Linked DNA regions of Zea mays: region 2 is linked to region 1. A link is a contact called in public Hi-C data. All regions are on one chromosome and are shown on one strand. Each heading gives the region's core, a stretch centred on a gene start, on an enhancer-like site or on the middle of the called end of the contact. The rest is flanking DNA. Distances are from core to core; before and after follow the strand shown.

Region 1 (5,856 bases), core at 1,822-4,321:
TCTCCACCTCTACTCATAACAACTTGGCACTCATCATAAATTAAGTTTGTCTTATTACAGTTGTTTTTATGAACATATATTCACCCCTCTAGGTGCTCTCAAATACCTTTAAACTTCATGTTCATATTGTTTTTAAATTATTTCATAGTAGTAAAAAGGTACTCCAACAATTTATATCATAACTCTCGAAACTCTATGGAGTTGGCAACTCTAGATTCAGTATGTTTGAAAGACTTTAGCCACCCCCTTAGAATTTTGATTTTGAGTTATACCAAACACCCACTAACAAACTCTAGCTTGAAATACAAAACACGGTAAAAAAACAAGTGGAAAGATGTAGTTTGTGAGAAGAACACAGATCAAATTTAAAAACATATTTGTTTTTGTGTATACATCATAAATTCTCCCTCAAAATTAAGCAACGCATACATGCATGCATCCGATGGATCGATCCCTACTACTACGGTAGTAGATAGGAGAGGTAGGTTGCTAGTCGATCTTGTAGAACTTGGACGGCTGGAGCCCTGCCGTGAAGTTGAAGTACTTGAGCGCCTCTGCCCACCTCGGGTTGCTCTTGAGCCTGTGCACGCCGATGGTGGTGGGCATGAACTCGTGCTCGCACTGGTCCACGGGCACCGGGTTGAGGTAGTCGTGGATGGCCGGCTTGGCGTTGAAGCGGTTCTTCCCCTTGCCCCCGATCCTGAGCCAGAGGCCGGTGAGCATGTCCTCCGTGCCCACGCTGTGGTTGCGCGCCACGTCGGAGGTGGCGATCCACTGCACGAGGTCCCACGACAGCGCGTAGGCCATGCCGGCCATGTACTCCCGGAACGGGTCCATGCTATCGCAGGGGATGGTGGCGCCGTAGTACATGTCCTCCCGGGGCATCCCGCCCAGCGACCCCACCAGCTGCGGCAGGCGGAGGAAGATGTCGTCGTCGGCCTTCATCACGTAGTCGTACGGCTCGTCGGCGTAGAGCGCCGCCACCGCCGACAGGAACGTGTACGTCTTCCCGCCGTTGAGGTTCTCCTCGCAGCCGTCGAGCACGATGACGTCGCCGTGGGCGAGGATCTCGAGCGGCACCAGCACGCGCTGGTCGTCCTTGTACAGCCGGCAGAAGACGAAGCGGACGTCCACGTGCGCCGCGAGCCCACCCGGCGACGCGAGCTGCAGCCCGTACACCATGCGCAGCAGGTGCCGCCGCTCGTACAGGTCCGCGCGGGTCAGCACGCCGATGAGCAGCCGGAACTCGGGCTTCCGGACCGCCGCCGGCTCCGCGGCTGCCGGGCCGCACGCGCTCAGCATCGCCTGCAGCTCGAACTCCTTGGGATACACGAAGAGGAAGATGAAGGCCAGGAGCAGGAGCGGCAGGAGGACCAGCGCCTTGCTGGAGGCTGACAGCCTGGGGAGGCCGCCTCCACCGCCGCCGTGCCTCTGCTTCGTGCCGACCTGCTGGAGCGCGTCTTTGCCGTTGCCCATGAACGACTTGAGCAAATTCTTCTTCTTCGGCGGCGGCGGTGGCATATCGAATTGCAGGCAATGAGGCAGATAAAAAAGCGCACACACAGTCGTCGTCGCCTGATATGACGGTAGGCTGCTATACTGACATGGAAGGCAGCTGAAGGGGAAGCAGAGTCGGTTCTTTTTGCCGGTGGTGAGAACTGGGAAGCTTAGCCAGCACGGAAATGGCGACGCCTTTATTGCCTAGAGGTTGGCGAGGGTGAGGCGCGGAGTCCGTGCGTGGGAATGGAGAGGTAGGCGCGGCATGCGAGGTCTCGTCTCGGGCGAACGTAACGTAGCCCGGTGGGGTCAATGACGACGTTTGCATGCAGATGCAGTGAGCGAGATGCGTGGCTCGATTTGTCAACACTCACCTTGCGTGAAGAACAAATTAACGAACGAATTGGGGACGTACTTCCGGGGATTTGGAACTTCGCGTGCCATCTCTGGCTGCGATAATCGCAACGCCCCATGCGGAGGCCAAAGCAGTGCCATGTGGTACGCAACGTCAACGGATGGCTGGGGCGTTGGGCTAGCACATAGCAGCTGGCCTGTGTGGGAGCTGATCACGTAAAATAAGAGATTTATATGTTAAATTATATTGTTTATAGGTGATTTGTACGCAGTAGCGGGCCTAGGATTTTGTTAAGGATATGCCATAATAATTTTTTACACTATTTATAATAACTCATGTATAATTTAGTATTCTATTGGTTGGTTGGCTTATAAATGGACCTATATGTATACTAAGTATGTGCTCGTTAGGGCTGGAAAATTAGCTCGAGGCTCGCGAGCCGGCTCGAGCTCGGAGCGGCTCGGCTCGGCTCGGAGCGGCTCGCGAGCCTCGAACGAGCCGAGCCTCTTCTTCAAGCTCGTTTTTGTAGCGAGCCGAGCTGAGCCAGCTCGCGAGCCTTGAAAAAATGATGAATTTATGGAATAATAATGCATATTAGATAATTTTATGGATAATAGCTCATTTTTTAGTCTTTGATGATGAATATATAATGTTAATTCACCAAATAATGCAACGATAAGTACCAGAATATGGCTCGCGAGCCGAGCCGAGCCGGCTCGCGAGCCAAGGTCGAGCCGAGCCGAGCCGAGCTCGTTCAGTCACCGAGCCACGAGAGTAAAAAAATAGTATGAAATATATATACGGAACGACAAATATCACTATGATATGAAAAACTCGTGTTACAGTTAATATTATATTGACGATATAAATATATAATATTATTATAAATATGCCGACCCAAATAGATTAAATTGATGTCAAACAAACATTAACAATATCGTATAAATTGTTTCTAAAGAGTCATTATAGAATTTTTAATGATATGTTAATATGTCGACCATCATATATTAATCTAATCTTAGGTCTCTCTTGTATTGTATGTTTTTGCAGTCATGACATATAGAAATACTGTGATAATTTGATGTTATATAGCAAAAAAAAAATGTACATTTCCAAGCTTAATATCTTTCAATGTTACTTATCCAATCCCACGGTGTACGATAGGCAAAGCAATATCTAGCTGCGTCCGATCGATCAGTCACACGGTGTACAAAGGTCCCTTGGTCAAGTGTAAAGAAAGAACACCGATAAAACGCCGTCGAACTACTCCGGACGGGAAGCACCTCCAATCCCCTCGCCCCCACGGACCCTCGCCGCCGGGGAAGCGCCGCTCGCTCAGGAGGACAGCCATGGCGCCGGAGCCGGAGGATGATATTATGAACGAGAAGAATCCCCGCCCGCTCGACGAGGACGACATCGCGCTCCTCAAAACCTATGTGCGTGCCTCGACCCTCGTTTGGATCTCTCTGATCTCGTGGATCTAGGGTTCTTTGGTGATTTTGTATTGGGGTAGGGCTTAGGAGTTGTGTTCCCTCGTGGCTCAGGCTTGAGATCGGTTTAGGGTTTTGATTTCGTCTGTCGTTTGTGACGGCATCGTGCTTTTACCAGATTTAGGTCACCGTGTGTGATTTGAGGGGAAGAAGCTGCTGGTTTTTGCTAATTTTAGTTCGCTGGATGCTGCTGCAGGGGCTTGGGCCGTACTCGACTAGCATTAAGAAGGTCGAGAAGGAGATCAAGGAAATGGCCAAGAAAATCAATGACCTTTGTGGTGAGTGATAATTCTATTATGATCTTTTTGGTGTGGCGATGGAGATGTAGGGCAGTTTGTTTCTGAGTCGGTCCTAAGGATAGGTTTCATCACTTCGTGGCATTTTATTCATCTTCTAGCTTAGACTGTTGAGTTATTACACTGAGAATTAAATTCACCTGGAAGCACTTGTTTCAGCTGGCTGTTTACTTGCAGCTAATAGGAAGTTTCATTTACTAGTTTGGGAACTCCATTTCCCAAGGGATTTTTATTTCCCCAAGGGAAAATGAACTAATTTCCCTTGTGAAAATGAAAATCTCTTGGAAAAATAGGGTTGCCAAACTAGCCCTTACTTGAGGATCTCACATATAGTTATTCAAATGGTTAAGGTGTAGCTATGTATTATTTTAGTGTGTTAACTTGAAACATTATAGTTTACTATATTTTTTCTCAACGAGGGTAAAAATTGATGCAATTTGTATCTTTAGTCGATGACTCTGTGGTTTTAGCACGGAACTGCTGTTATATTTACCATGCACTGTAGATAATTGACATGTTATTAACTTAATACTCCCTTCGTTCCAAATTATAAAACATTTTGGCTTTTCAAGATACATATGTTTTGTTATGCACTTGGATGAACATTATGTCTAGATACATAAAAACAATGTATCTAGAGAAGCCAAAACGTCTTATAATTTGGAATGGAGGGAGTAGTGTAGTAAGATGAATTGGCTATGAGATCACTTCATATGTCTGGTCTTTTCTATTTTGTTCTATGTTGTTCTGCAATTTATCAGTTTGTTTTAATGCTAGGAAGGTCCTTTTGAATCAGCATACCTGAGATGTGTTCTTATACTAAATGCAGGTATAAAGGAGTCTGATACAGGGTTGGCTCCACCTAGCCAGTGGGATTTGGTTTCAGATAAACAGATGATGCAAGAAGAACAACCGTTACAAGTATATTAAATGACCCTGATATTGTGTTACTTCGTAGATTTTACTTTTACAGCTTTGAGTTATGACCTACCATGCATGATAGTTGGTAGAAATCTTTTTGGTTTCAATTTTACATGTGCTAGTGCATTAATAACTTCTCTTTCTCTTTCTGCAGGTGGCAAGGTGTACAAAGATCATAAGCCCTAATACGGATGATGCCAAATATGTTATAAATGTAAAACAAATCGCAAAAGTATGCCATGCTCGTGTCATTTTTCTCATCTCATGCCACCTAGAATTTGTGCAGCTTTTTATGCCTTGTAATGAATCCTGCAGTTTGTTGTTGGACTGGGGGATAAAGTGTCTCCAACTGACATCGAGGAAGGGATGAGGGTCGGGTATGCCACCCTGTATTTTCAGTTTAAGCTTTCTCTGTTTAGTATATCAATACTTAGTCCTTCATTTCTACTACAGCACTGTGATGCATTTATGTGCTCATGCTAAATGTATACTATAGTTTCCAATAATTATTTGTAAGGAAATGATATGCTATCATGCGAGCTGCATTTCTTATGAGAATAATGCTTATTGATGTGATTTATTAGAAGCCTTAAAAAACAATGGCCATTCATGTAGTGATTGCCATGTCCCTAGAAAAATGTCATAGACTTACATGATTGACATAGATGGGAAACATTGTTTTATTGAATCAACTGTACGTTTAACTCCATGACTTGGCAGACATGTAGTATTTTCTGAAAATCATTATTGAATCTAGTACACCTCTTTGTATTTTTAGTAATCTTTGAGTAGGGCTATTGAATCTAGTAATCTTTGCTAGGGTATAAAGCTTTCTGCCCTATGTAATATTTAGAGATGAAAAGGTCAGTTAATCTAAAAATGATCCTGTGCATTCATTTTCTTGTTGAAACATCACTGGCCTTTCGGTTATTTCTCTGCGCGCTGTGCTATTTTTACCGAATAAGTTGAACCTTTTCCCACCTAGTGAAAACTTTGTGATCTCACACGTATGCTTGTTGCAGTGTTGATCGCAACAAGTACCAGATTCAAATCCCTCTTCCACCAAAAATTGACCCAAGTGTTACCATGATGACCGTGGAGGAAAAGCCAGATGTGACGTACAATGATGTTGGTGGCTGCAAGGAGCAGATTGAGAAAATGCGTGAAGTATGTGATCCTTTTTTCTTCTTGTGAGCTGGCACATACTGCATCATAGTTAGTTACGGGACTAGTTTGGTTACTCTGTGCTTGTACCTTTTTTGCAGGTTGTTGAACTTCCTATGCTTCACCCAGAAAA
Region 2 (5,856 bases), core at 1,302-3,801, 240 kb after region 1:
GCAGTGTGACTTTTCTGACGAAGCTGGTCACACAAAGACTATGGACCAAACCATTTCCCTTGGCACCAATCTAACATTAGAACACTGACAAATAGTTCCATCAAATCAGGTTACTTTTCTTTGCACTGCTCAGAAAGGTTTCAGGTTAACAGAATGCAGCACAAATATAGAATACAGGTAATTAAGTTGGAAGTTGCAATCCCTAATTGTGTAAATAAGTTAGTAAGACATTCCAAATAAAACATTCATATTTCTGACAAATAAAACTTTATGTTCAGATCCAGTAACCAATTATTTTTTTGGAGATCATATACAGTTTCAGAACTGCAACTCAAAAGATAAAACCAACAACAATTGTCCCAGTTCTTTCAGTCATAAAAACTATCAAGCATAACCTATAAACCGATTATTCATGCACATGCATAAAATAGGCTAGAAATGGGGAAAATCTCATTTGTGAATAAGATAAAAATAATAATAAAATAAATTCTCATGGATACGATGGTCCAAGTTTATAACAAGGTGAATAAAAATCTGGTACTAGTTACCGTGCGGTCCGCTTACTTTTTGCCATGCACATATCATCCTGGCCTTCTCAATAAGACTATCCAGCCATGCATGCTGATCAAGTAGGAGTTTTCTCTCTTTAGATGTTCCACGAGCATTAGAAGTGTCCCGGATAAGTTTTTTTAGCTTCAGTTCATCCTCCTTCAACTGCTCAAATACTTCAACTGCTTTCGTAACAGTTTCAATATTCTGGTGAATTTGTTCAATTAGAGCATCCTCATCTTCCAAGGATCTTGCTACTTCAAGAGCTTTATTGTAACAAAGTTTTGCATTGTCATACTTCTGAACTCGATAATGTAACTCCCCCAGATTTATGAATCCTTTTGCCTCACCTTGAAGATGGCGTATTTTTCTACATATCTCTATGTCCTTCTCAATGTGCCCCCTGGCTTTTTTCCAATTCTGTAGTTCAGTATAAACATTTCCGAGATTATGATGGAGCCTAGTGCGAGCATCATCATACGAATCTACCTCTTCGTCGTCGCATATCTTCAGGCCCTGGATAAGTAGTTTCTCAGCTTCTTCAAAATTATCAAGTTCCAGCTCAAGCATGCCCATATTATTGTACGCATCAATAAGTTCTTTTAGAAAGTCCGACTTTTGGGAAGGGGATCTCTCCTTTAGAATCCTTGCCAGCTTCATCGAAGATTTAAAGTACTTTTTTGCATTCCTTATGGCACTATGGTCATTTTCAGATCTTAGAAGGATTTCATGGTATGTTCTCCCAAGCTGTGTGGTAGCTCGCTGCTGCTCAACAAGGTCATCAGACTCCTTTGCGAGCTGTAGATGCTTCTTCTGTCAAGCCAACAAACATCAAGGTAAATGGAAGTTTGAGTTCATGTAGCAGAATCAGCAAAATGTATGAAATGAGGTCTGAGTATTATTCTAATTCTTAGCATCTCAATTATAACAAGAGGTTAGCATTTAACACCGGAGGCAGTGACCAAATCACCTAATGACCATATCTTGATAAATGTACATGCACTGTGACAGGGTAGATACAGCATGATCAGTAATACTCCCTCCATTTTTTTTATTTGTCGCTGGATAGTTGAATTTTACACTAACAAACGACGAATAAAAAAGATCGGAGGTAGATAATGTAATGTAATCCAACTATCCAAGGTCAATAAGCGTGTGAAAAAACTAAAACAATTAACATGTGCCTAAACCCAACACTGCAAGCCAAGGGTCACATATACATCACTAAATATCAGACCTTTGAAAGAATATATTATCATATAAGACAGATGCACTACCAGAAAGTCCACACCACAGCTGGTATTCAATTGTATATATATACAGTGCCTAATAACATAATTTGAGAATAATCGAACCCTACACTGCAGTCCAAATGCATGCCCAGATCAATAGTCCACCAAATGGTTAAAAATTCATAAATTCAGCACCGAAATTACAACTGCGAGTGGGAATGCATTAGCGTTATACTGCATAGCACACCTCCTGTCGTTTAAAACATCTGAAACCATGGTCGGTATTCGGTAGGCAAGTAAGCGAGATGGATGGTGGAATCTGAGGAGTGAGTAGTGACCTGGTAGGTGAGCGCCTCCGAGAAGCGGCCGAGGCGGAGGTAGACCTCGCCGAGCGACTGACAGGAGGGGAGGAGGTGCCGCTGCGGGAGGTGCTTTACGGAGACCTCGTAGTCCGCCCGAAGCCACCGGAGGGCCTCGACGTACTCGCAGCGGCGCTTGTAGATGTCGCCGATGACGTTAGCCCAGCGCGCCTCCTCCTCCCGATTACCCTCCGCCGACGCCTCCTTGTAACCGCGCTTCGCCCCCCGCAGCTCCTCCTCATCCTCCTTCTTCGACCGCCCCCCGCCGCCGCGCGCCATCGCCGCCGCTACGACTGAGGACCCGACGCCTGACTTTTTTCCCTTTTTCCACCCGAATTTTCCGTCAAGGGCCGAGAGGAAGGAAAACGCCGGACTGATCAGATGGAAGGGGATTCTCCCGCCAAATTATTTCAGGGCCCCGCCTCCAGTTTCACTAATCTCTTCTCTGCGTTTCTCGTGGGCCTGCGTAGGAAGCATGTAATATGGGCCATGGCCTGTAGGAGGAGGATATCTTAAGCTTCTGGGGTGTCTCTCTTGTTGTTCGGTCCTTCAATCAAAAAAGAAAATATATATATATAGAGCAGATATAACGGGAGCCATGGGTTTCTAATAGTTAAAGGAAGCTCAGGTCGATCATCCCTGCAACCTGGTTCAACCCAGCGCACCGACTAGACCAGGCTGTCGGTTGCACCACCCGCGCCCACGTCTGTGCGCGCAAAAAAGAATGCATGCATGAGTCAAAGTCAAACACGTCACTTGCATGCGCATAAATTTAGGAAAGATATGTACGGCGGTTTGTATTTTTAAATATTTTATTTCCTCCATAAATTTAGGATCGCTGCAACAGCCATGCAACTAGACTCGTAAGGACCATTTTATGATATATACTGCTATTAAATATGCTACCCTGTGTAGATAATTATGCAATTCGGTATACTGCGTAAAAATCTGTTACCACCTGCATGCACACGAATTTATGATGAAAATAATGTGTAATGAAAGGAAATGAATTACACGCATAGAAACAAAAATTCGTATTTAATGTTTTATTTCCTTCATAAATATAGGATCCCTCCAACAGCCATGCAGCTAAACACATTATATCTAGTTTATGATATATATTGGTACAAATTATACTATATGGTGTAGCTATTTATGCAATTCGTTACACTGCGTAAAAAATCTGGCATGTTGTTCACTGGTGGACGCATCTCCGGGTTGGAGCGTAATAACCTTAAGTTTTGAGCATAAAATCCTTCCATTATAAGCGTAAATACCGAGTCAATGTGAGAGGTTGATAGCTCTAGTAGGTTGTTATTACGATCCTATTTTTATGGCAGATCCGAAAAATATGGCAGCCGCATGCATGCGGTTATACAGATCCAAAAATTATGGCAAAATGCATGCATGAGTCAAACACGTTCTCTTGCATGCGCGTAAATTTAGGAAAGATATGTGTGGCGGGTTCTATGTTAAATGCTTTATTTCCTCCATAAATTTAGGATCGCTGCAACAGCTATGCAGCTAGACTCGTAATGACCATTTTATGATATATACTGATACTAAATATGTCATTGTAGATAATTATGCAATTCGGTATACTGCTTAAAAAATCTGGCATGTTGTTCACTGGTGGATGTATCTTCGGTGGAGCGTAAAAACCTTAAGTTTTGAGCATAAAATCCCTCAATTATAAGCGTAAATACCGAGTCAATGTGAGAGGTTGATAGCTCTAGTAGGTTGTTATTACTATCCTATTTTTATGACAGATCCGAAAACATGGCAGCCGCATGCATGCGGTTTCTATTTTTATACAGATCCAAAAATTATGGCAAAAATCGTGGGAGCTTCCATTGCATGCACGCAAATTACGAACAACATAAATCAAGAAATTGTCTTTCCAATGTGCATGCAGTAAACTGATATACGAACTCCATGTTTAAGCATAAAATCGTACAGTTTTTGGCGTAAATAATACATGTGGTAGGCATAAAACACAATAATCGAAAAGAAAACTGCGCCGGATCGGAGGATGTCACGCGCGATCATCGCTGCGTGCATCTCGGGCCTTCCGTGACGCCGCTCGCTCGAACATCGCGCCTCATGCGTCGTCGTCGCTACTCGCACGTCGACGGGCGTCGCTTGCTCGCCGGCCTTGGAAGTGCCGCCTCCTCGGGACCTCGGGGACGCCGCCGGTTGCCCGCACAAGGGCCCCGCTGTCGCTCGCCCTCCGGATCGGGGAGCCGCCGCCACCGACCTGGGAACCGCTGCCACTACTCTGGATCGAGGAACCTCCGCCACCGCGCGTCGAGGTCATGGAGTTGCAGCCACCGGCTGGGGGTCCACCGCCGCGCACGCTCTGGGGCAACCGCCGTCGTCGCACACGGCGTCGCTAATGAATCGGGGTGGAGCGTAAAAAACTGAACCCTAGCACTCCGGGTCCTATTTTATAGACGTCCGGATGTGGTCCGGCTCGACCGGATTGCACCGTCCGACCTGGGCTTCCTCTAGTTATTGGAAGCCCAGGGCTCCTAATATATAAACTATATATATATATATCACCTCCTTCAATTATAGCGAAAAGATATCTCTCAACAATATAATTAGATATATATTTACTCTCTTATTTTCAAAATAGGGCACATGATATTTCTAACTGTTTTCCAGGATGGTTCTCCACCTTGGTGTTTTTTTATTTTGTCTAAATCATTGAAAACTCATAGTAAATCATAGAAAAATCAATTTTATTAAACTCCACGTGAGTCTATAGAATGAACATATGATATAGTATTCTGTAATACAAAGTTTTTGGTATAGATTTAGATATATGTTTTTATAATTAAATTAAGCTACATCTCCTATGGTCCAGTTATGGTAAAATTATGTTGTGGTGATCATTGTGTGCTTAAGGTATAGCAAAAATCATAGCCACAGTTTATTCTCCTCACCGGCATGTAGGGCATCACCGACGTGTGGCTATCCTGGCTTCACTAGTGTTTTCTTTATGTTCACATCGAGTTTGCCCTACGATGAGCTCCATCGATTTCTACTTTGGTAATCCCATAACAGGATTGACAATCATGATACATCGATAACTGGTGTGTTAGGTAGAAGCTTTCAACGAAAGGACGGTCATAAGCCCAATGGACCTTAGGATCGATGTCACATTCTTGGTGTGTCTAGCTTTTGTGTTCGATTCCTAGATCTACACGGTGGATGACTTCAGCAAATTCCATGGTCGCCTTATGGAAACGATCATAAACCAAACATCCCTAACTCTTCCTATGACATGTTGGACGGTCTTGTTGATAACTTTGGCCAATTTTCATTCTCTTGCATAAACTGGATGGAGAGTCAACTAAATCTTTGTAACTCCTACTCATGTACGACCAAACTTTTCGAGATGACTTCCCCAACATCAAACAACTACGGTTCAAGTCTAGTCAGACTCACTTTCGCACTTAAGGGTATCGCTTCATCTTACCAAAAAATGTTATGGTCTATTGATGCATGAACCACACCACTGAATATATCGATACAGAAAGGTGACAACTCTTACTACTCAGACACAACGTGCGAAGTCGGTAACGAATTTCATATTCTATACGAGAATGGGTTCCACATAATTGATAACTAGTCGAAATCAGCTTCGATTAGTCATATTCATCAACAACCTCCTACTCAGGTACAACAAGTAAGTTGATGCTCGAGGGCTC

The links. Hi-C and Micro-C count contacts between places; a contact is called where the count stands out from the background.
Region 2: a contact with region 1 is called in a Hi-C map of leaf, with 2.8 times the contacts expected there. The contact joins the promoter of LOC103504718 here to the promoter of LOC100272769 in region 1. A contact is called at or near these places in 12 of 25 Hi-C or Micro-C datasets (bundle sheath, ear, endosperm and 3 more).

The regions. Positions count from the first base shown.
Region 1 is chr4:180,797,330-180,803,185 of Zm-B73-REFERENCE-NAM-5.0, forward strand. It overlaps LOC100272769, which reads left to right and starts at 3,072. Exons shown (of 10, transcript NM_001147222.1): 1 at 3,072-3,288; 2 at 3,539-3,620; 3 at 4,468-4,559; 4 at 4,714-4,791; 5 at 4,875-4,936; 6 at 5,582-5,726; 7 at 5,825-5,856. The coding sequence starts at 3,202. LOC100216785 (Galactosyltransferase family protein) reads right to left here and starts at 1,639. Exons shown (of 1, transcript NM_001143184.1): 1 at 386-1,639. The coding sequence starts at 1,521. The coding sequence ends at 490.
Region 2 is chr4:181,035,403-181,041,258 of Zm-B73-REFERENCE-NAM-5.0, forward strand. LOC103504718 (Protein TONSOKU) reads right to left here and starts at 2,552. Exons shown (of 20, transcript XM_008681025.2): 1 at 2,120-2,552; 2 at 565-1,362. The coding sequence starts at 2,419.